Linked DNA regions of Mus musculus: region 2 is linked to region 1. Evidence: chromatin contacts called from public HiChIP or PLAC-seq data. All regions are on one chromosome and are shown on one strand. Each heading gives the region's core, a stretch centred on a gene start, on an enhancer-like site or on the middle of the called end of the contact. The rest is flanking DNA. Distances are from core to core; before and after follow the strand shown. Region 1 holds the start of Nploc4 (NPL4 homolog, ubiquitin recognition factor). Region 2 overlaps Gm39490 (a long non-coding RNA gene).

What was found. HiChIP or PLAC-seq counts read pairs in DNA pulled down with a chosen protein or histone mark.
Region 2: a contact with region 1 is called in an H3K4me3 HiChIP or PLAC-seq map of the SCID.adh cell line, with 10 read pairs. The contact joins the enhancer-like site here to the promoter of Nploc4 in region 1. A contact is called at or near these places in 1 of 39 promoter capture datasets (neutrophils), 1 of 15 datasets of contacts at CTCF or cohesin (CD8 T cells), 1 of 484 Hi-C or Micro-C datasets (embryonic stem cells), 5 of 115 datasets of contacts at active chromatin or transcription factors (the SCID.adh cell line, embryonic stem cells, extraembryonic endoderm stem cells and 1 more) and 3 of 9 other capture datasets (adipose tissue, liver and pancreatic islet).

What each region holds. Positions count from the first base shown.
Region 1 is chr11:120,436,279-120,439,549 of GRCm38.p6, reverse strand. Nploc4 (NPL4 homolog, ubiquitin recognition factor) reads left to right here and starts at 1,850. Exons shown (of 17, transcript NM_001195023.1): 1 at 1,850-2,051. The coding sequence starts at 2,037.
Region 2 is chr11:120,508,504-120,511,774 of GRCm38.p6, reverse strand. It overlaps Gm39490 (a long non-coding RNA gene), which reads right to left. Exons shown (of 2, transcript XR_880363.3): 2 at 3,025-3,167. Among named protein-coding and RNA genes, the nearest start is that of Gm39490, 3.9 kb to the right of the region's middle. Within about 2 kb of position 1,659, at least 143 of the 459 cell types and tissues checked have an H3K27ac peak or open chromatin away from gene starts, as enhancers often do. A contact at or near this core is called in CD8 T cells, the SCID.adh cell line, adipose tissue and 1 more, where this site is marked.

The sequences.
Region 1 (3,271 bases), core at 601-3,100:
TCTCCAGCTCCTGATCATCTTTGTGTGTGTGTGTGTGTGTGTGTGTGTGTGTTTTTCTTTTTGAGACAGGGTTTCTCTGTGTAGCCCTGGCTGTCCTGGAACTCACTTTGTAGACCAGGCTGGCCTCGAACTCAGAAATCTGCCTGCCTCTGCCTCCTGAGTGCTGGGATTAAAGGCATGTGTGCCACCATGCCCGGCTTCTCCTGGTCATCTTATTTTAACGTCTATCTCACCCTCCACTTCTGTCCTTACTCTGGTCGTAAATTCATCGTTAACATCCACTTCATGTTACACACTTGCAAGCTGATCTTCCTGTGGGGTAACTGGTCCAAGGTGGGAGCCTATGTCCTCCTCTACCCCCAAATGTAAAGGCCGTGTCTCTCTCTCTCTCTCTCTCTCTCTCTCACACACACACACACACACACACACACACAAAGTTAGCATGCAGTAAATTTTGTTGATGGAATGAATAAGCCCAAATTAAATAACAGAGGTTACAGAACTGTGTGTTATCAGCACTGACATTGACAGTGATGGTTCGATGGACTTAAGAGGGGAGCCGGGTGTGGGGGTGTACACCTATAATCCCATCACCCAGGAAGCAGATAGGAAGATTTCAGACTTGAAACCAGCTTGGACTACATGAGACGAGGATAGAAATGGGCCTTGGATGTGCACAACTTTGTAGAGAGCTTTCCTAAGAAGCCTGGGTTTTACCGCAGTGTCCACAGAATTGGGTGTGATGACACACTCCTGTAACCCCAGCAAGAGGAGGCAGAGTCAGGTAGATCGAAAGTTCAAGGTCAGGGCTGGAGTGGTGCTTGGTGCTGTACCAGAGGATTTGGTTTTGGTTTCCAGTACCCACATGGTGGGTCTCAATCATCTGAAACTCTAGTTCCAAGGGATCCACTCCCTCTTCTGATGTTCTCAGGTATCAGGCACTTGTGGTGCAGCCAAATCCATGCAGGCAAAACATTTATACATATAAAATATATTAAAAACTTTAAAAAAAAGTTTAGTTGGGTGGTGGTGGTACAGAACCTTAATCCCAGCACTGGGGAGGCAGAGGTAGGTGGATCTCTGTTAGTTCAAGGCCAGCCTGGTTTACAGAGCTAGATCCAGGACAGCCAACACTATGTCTTAACAAGTTCTTTCAATAAAACATATTGTATAAATATACATTATATACAATATATAATGTACACAGTAAAATATATTATATCTAAAACAACAAATAAATAAAACAGTCTAAAACATAATCGGAGTTTAGTACACTCATAAATCGAACCATCGGAGGCAGGAAAGGGGGCCTGCCTTTCAATCCCAGCACTGAGGCAGGCCCAGCACTGTGAGTTCCAAGCCAACCTGGTCTACAGCCAAGGTTGTATTTAGTGAGACCCTGTCTTAAAAAAAAAAAAAAAAACAGAAGCCAAAAAAAAAAAAAAAAAAAAAAACCAACAAAAAAATCAAATAAAAATTCGGAGGCGTTTAGCCTCTTAAGAAATTTCAAAAGTCTTCTACTTCAAATCATATGCAGTTACAAAGTTCAGTACAAAGGGAGAAACTCCAGCTCATTGCTGGAAAATTGTGAAGACAGTACAAAACTTCCGTAACGGTTATATTTGAGCGAGATCTCGACGCTCGCCTTTTCTTGCAGCTTTTTTTCATTGCTCGAACTTTCAGGAATATGGCTCTCCTGTCACAGTCTTCTGAACCCAGGGTCCTGGGCCCAGCCTAGGGGAAGGGGGTGGGGGGCGAGGGGGCACGGACGAGGGACGCGCGGCACCACTTGGCGCATGCGCGCGGCCGTTGGCGGGGCCGGAACCTTGTTTCGCCTCTCTCTCCGCCTGGCGGAGTGTGTTGAGCGAAGCACCGGACATCGGCACTGGCGGAGCCGGGCGGCGAAGCTGGAGCGGCGGTGGCGGCGGCGGCGGGAGGCCGGGGCCGGGGCTGAGGCCGAGGCCGGGGCTGCGAGGCCCTTGGGGAGACAGGCGGCGGGAGCCCGGGGCCCGAGCCCGGAGACTGGAGCGGCCGCCATGGCCGAGAGCATCGTGAGTGCGGCGGCCGGGAGGGAGCGGGGCGCTGGGATGAGGCAGCAGATTTGCGGGTGTCCTGGGCGGGCCAGCGCCGGACGGTGCTCGGAGCCGGTGGCTCCTCCTCGCTCGCCCCGGGTTTGAGGAGGTACCTGCCCTGGCCGAGCCCGGAAAGGCTGGCGGGAAGGAGGCCGAGCGGTCGGAACGGAGCGGCCTTCTTCTTCCCCGCTGCTGCAGGTTGCTCTGAGGGACCTCGGCCTCCTCCCAGGCCCCGAAGCCCGGTACGTCCTTCTCTCCTCCTCCATCCCGACAGTGCCTCGTCACGATTTCACTCCGGAAGAGTCGACCGGAGAAGAAAAGGGCATCATTAGGGGAACCCTTTTCCCACAGAGGACGCGGCCATGGGGGCCAACCCAAAACAGGCGGGATTGGCTCCTCTTTGACACAGGCGACTTGACGACCACCTGTTTAAAAGGAGTGTCATAAAGAAGGCCGATTTCACTTTTAGCCTGACAGTAGAGACTGTCACCCCCAGCCCCATGAAATAAGTCAGTAAAAGGAGAGGAAAACCAGCCGTTTGTTAACCTGTGGGAGTTTCTCTCCAGAGCATATGTGGCAGGGGTTGGGAAGTGATAGGAGTAACAGACCCGTTCTGACAGAATAACTAGGGCCAACATGGAGGAATATTGGGGATTTCCATGGGATCGGAATCATGGTGGTTGCCTTAGGCCTGAAACAGCTCTTCAGTGGTTTCCTGCATTCGAGAACATCACATCTCTCTGGATTTCCAGGGAAGTATAGCTCTTGAGTTTTGTTTGTGTTTTGAGACAGTCTTACTACTTTGTCCCAGGCCATCCTTGACCTTGACATCCTCCCACCTCACTTATCTCACTGCAGACATTTATGGCAGGCTAAGAGTTAAGGCTTTTCTCTGAGGGCAGCTTCTCTTTCCTCACAGCTCCATTTAGGGGTCTTCTGTTCTCTGTATTTTCTATCCTGGATGCAGACGATGCAGAGAAACCTGAGAAAGAAAGGCTGACTTAGTTTTAAAACTTAAATTTACCATCACAGATGACTTGCCTAGAAATAGGTGAGGTATCAGTAGGTCAATCCGCTTTTTAAATTTCTATTTATTTAAATGCTCTTTACTGAGGTTAAGCAGTGTGTTCAGGTGTTCCAAAGGCTGACTTGGGCATCAGTGGGTCTTAAATCGACTTTCTCAGGTTGTAAGGAATTAA
Region 2 (3,271 bases), core at 410-2,909, 72 kb before region 1:
GGGTTTGCACTGTGTGGCAGAGTCAGGATCCCTGAAGAGAGCTCAGAGGAGACGGGTGAAGGTGCAATGGAGACCCCAGCGTCTTGGAGACACCAGTAGCATGGGATGACCATTAACGACATTAGCAGCTGTGAGGTAGAGCCGGCCTGAACCTAGGAGACAAACTCTGTGGGCTTTGGAAGCCCTAGATAGGTTCACCATAACACTGGCCTATAGGTAAGTCTGCGGGCAATTTTTTTGTTTTTGTTTTTTGTTTTTTTCGAGACAGGGTTTCTCTGTAGCCTGGCTGTCCTGGAACTCACTCTGTAGACCAGGCTGGCCTCGAACTCAGAAATCTGCCTGTCTCTGTCTCCCAAGTGCTGGGATTAAAGGTGTGTGCCACCACTGCCTGGCTGCAGGCAATTTTAAAAATTATGTTTGATGTGGGTGGGCACAGCTCACAGTGGGAGGTGTCATCTTGGACATCTGGGGTGTTAAGAAAGCATGCGGATCCACTCACTGGTCCGTGCCTGGTGTGTTCCGGTCATTCTGCCTCGTGCCTCCCTGCGCACTACTTTTTGCCCTCCTCACAGGGGTGCTTCCTGGGGGTTAATTTTTCTTTCTTTCTTTCTTTCTTTCTTTCTTTCTTTCTTTCTTTCTTTCTTTCTTTCTTTCTTTCTTTCTTTTCTTTCTTTCTTCCTTTCTTTTTTTCCTTTAAGCCTCCAAGTTTTGCTGGCCAGAGCAATCGCGGTTTTCTTCATGCTTGTCCAGCGAGGGTCTGCTTACCCAGCTTGCCATTGGTCTCTGGGGGTTTGTTTGTGTTTTGTTTTTGTGACGGTTTGTCCCGCGGCTTTCTCTGTTCTCAGTGTGCACTCTCTCTTGCCCGCGTAAGATCCAGCTTCCCTTGTTCCTCCTCGGGGGTGGGGTGGGGTGGAGGATGGGTAGAAAAGAAAGCAAACTGTAGAGCAATCCGATAAACACGTTGCTCTGGGGCCTCTGCTTCAGTTCCTGCCTTCACTTTCTTCCCTGACTCTCCACGCTGTAACCTGGGGGTTTTCAGCTGAAATAAACTCTTTCCACCCCACGTTGCTTCTGGTTGTGGTGTCTATGCTCCAGATATCATCAGGCTGACAGGAGCCCACGCCAGATGTCCCAGCGGCCCCCATTTCCCGCCCCCACCCCCCACTGGTCTCTCAATGTAAGCCCAGGCTGGTTTCCAATTCACTACTGAGCATTAAGTTCCTAATCCTTTTGCCTTGGCCTCCAGTTTAAGGATTACAGCAAGAAGCACACCTAGCTCCAGGCCACAACAGACAGCAGGAATACCCTCTGCCCTAATCCTCTGCTACGGTGTTAGTTAAGGAAGTGGCTTTTTCCTGTTGTCCTCGCCAACTTCTCTACAGGGACATAACCTGTTACAGCCACTCTTTCCTTCCCGAGTTCCCTCCCCATTCTTTTCTGCCTACAGAACGTGATGTCTAATTTGACAAGTCCTTGCCTGCAGATAGAATCTAAACGAAACTAAGAGCTGAGGGTTGTCTAGGTTTGACCTCTGACATCCTCAAGTGACAGAGCAAAGGGCAGTTTTGGTTGCTTCCATTCACAGCTTGTCACCTGGGAGGAACAAAGGTAGCAGAGGTGACTAGGAGAAAAGCTAAAGACCTGAGGGACAGGGCAAGTGTGAGTCAGCAGTAGCTGGAAAGCAGGAAGGGCAGAGCCAGAGTTAACTGTCAGCTCAAGAGAGCACCGGGTGGAGGCTTCCCAAGGACCAAGACGGGAGCAGCCAGGGAACAAAGACCCAAAAGCCCCAGACAAGGACTTTTTCTACCATGGAAGTTCTTCACCTGAGGCAGGAATCCCATCCCCATCCATGTGGGAGAACAACGCAGAGACTGCCTCATAGATCAAAGGGGAACCCGAGGACTGGAGAGATGGCTCAGTGGCTGGCTGCTCCTTCAAAGGTTCAGTTCCCAGCACCCACATGGCAGCTCACACCAGCTATAACTCCAGTCTCAGAGGCTTTGACCCTTCTGGCCTCCACCAGCACCAAGCATGCAGAGTAGATGGACACCTGCAGGTGAAACACCTGTGTATATATAAAATAAGTAAAGCTAAGATACAAACAAAAGGAAGAGGCCAAAGAGGCACATTGTAGCTTGACTTTGGCTACTTTGTTGGTTCTTGTTTCTTCTACCCTTTCCACCCTTTCAACCCCCTAATACTGGATAGGAGAGAAAAAAGGATATAGAGGAAAAGGGACTTTATCATTAGATTTCCTGCTAATTAGGGGTGTCAGGCTCCTTGGGGGTAAATTTAATCCTTGCCATCAGGATATCTAATCTCTTCTTGTTTATTCTCTAGGCATGTCTACTTAGCAAACCTCTACCAACAGGAACCAACCACCAACTCACAACATCAACAACCCCACCTCTCAGGGCCCTAGCATAGATATACCTCTCAAAACGCCCCAGAATTCCAAACACCACATAACTGCAGAAACTGTCTGCGGCTGACAAAATCACACCCCTGCTAGAGCACGAGGCAAATCACAGGCAGTTGCTGCGAGGCAGCCCCATCCTCGCACCTGAGATTAAAACAAAAACACATTCTTTTTTTTTTTTTTAAAGATTTATTTATTATATATAAGTACACTGTAGCTGTCTTCAGACACACCAGAAGAGGGCATCAGATCTTATTACAGATGGTTGTGAGCCACCTTATGGTTGCTGGGATTTGAACTCAGGACTTCTGGAAGAGCAGTCAGTGCTCTTAACCACTGAGCCATCTCTCCAGCCCCCCAAAAACACATTCTTACAATATTTCTGTGGGTTTTTTTTAAAGGAACCAAAATGCCAAAATGGACACTTACAGCATGTAGGCTTTGATTTTTTTAAACCTACTTTTAATAAGCATGCTTTGACCTCAATTCTAGCCCACCATCCAAAGGCAGGGGAGAAAAGATAGGACAAGGGGTTGTGGAGCTGTTTAGAAGTAGTTCCTTAGGGTGACTCCATCTCTGTTTGTCAGGATATCAGCAGTCCAGTTCAGTAGCATCAGGATAGCAAACATGAATCAGCGGCAAGGGCAGGATCTAGCAGAAACCACCAGTCCTCCGCTGCTGAATCGGCATGAGTCAGTGGGAGCTACAGGAGCAGCCGGGATTCCAGGAGAAGTTCTCCGCTGTGCCTCTCCATGAAAGGAAGAACGGCAAAGACAAAGCTTTGTAAAGCTAGCTATGCAAGCACACCATCACTGTCCATTGAGTCCTTTTCATACCCTCTCCAAATACACA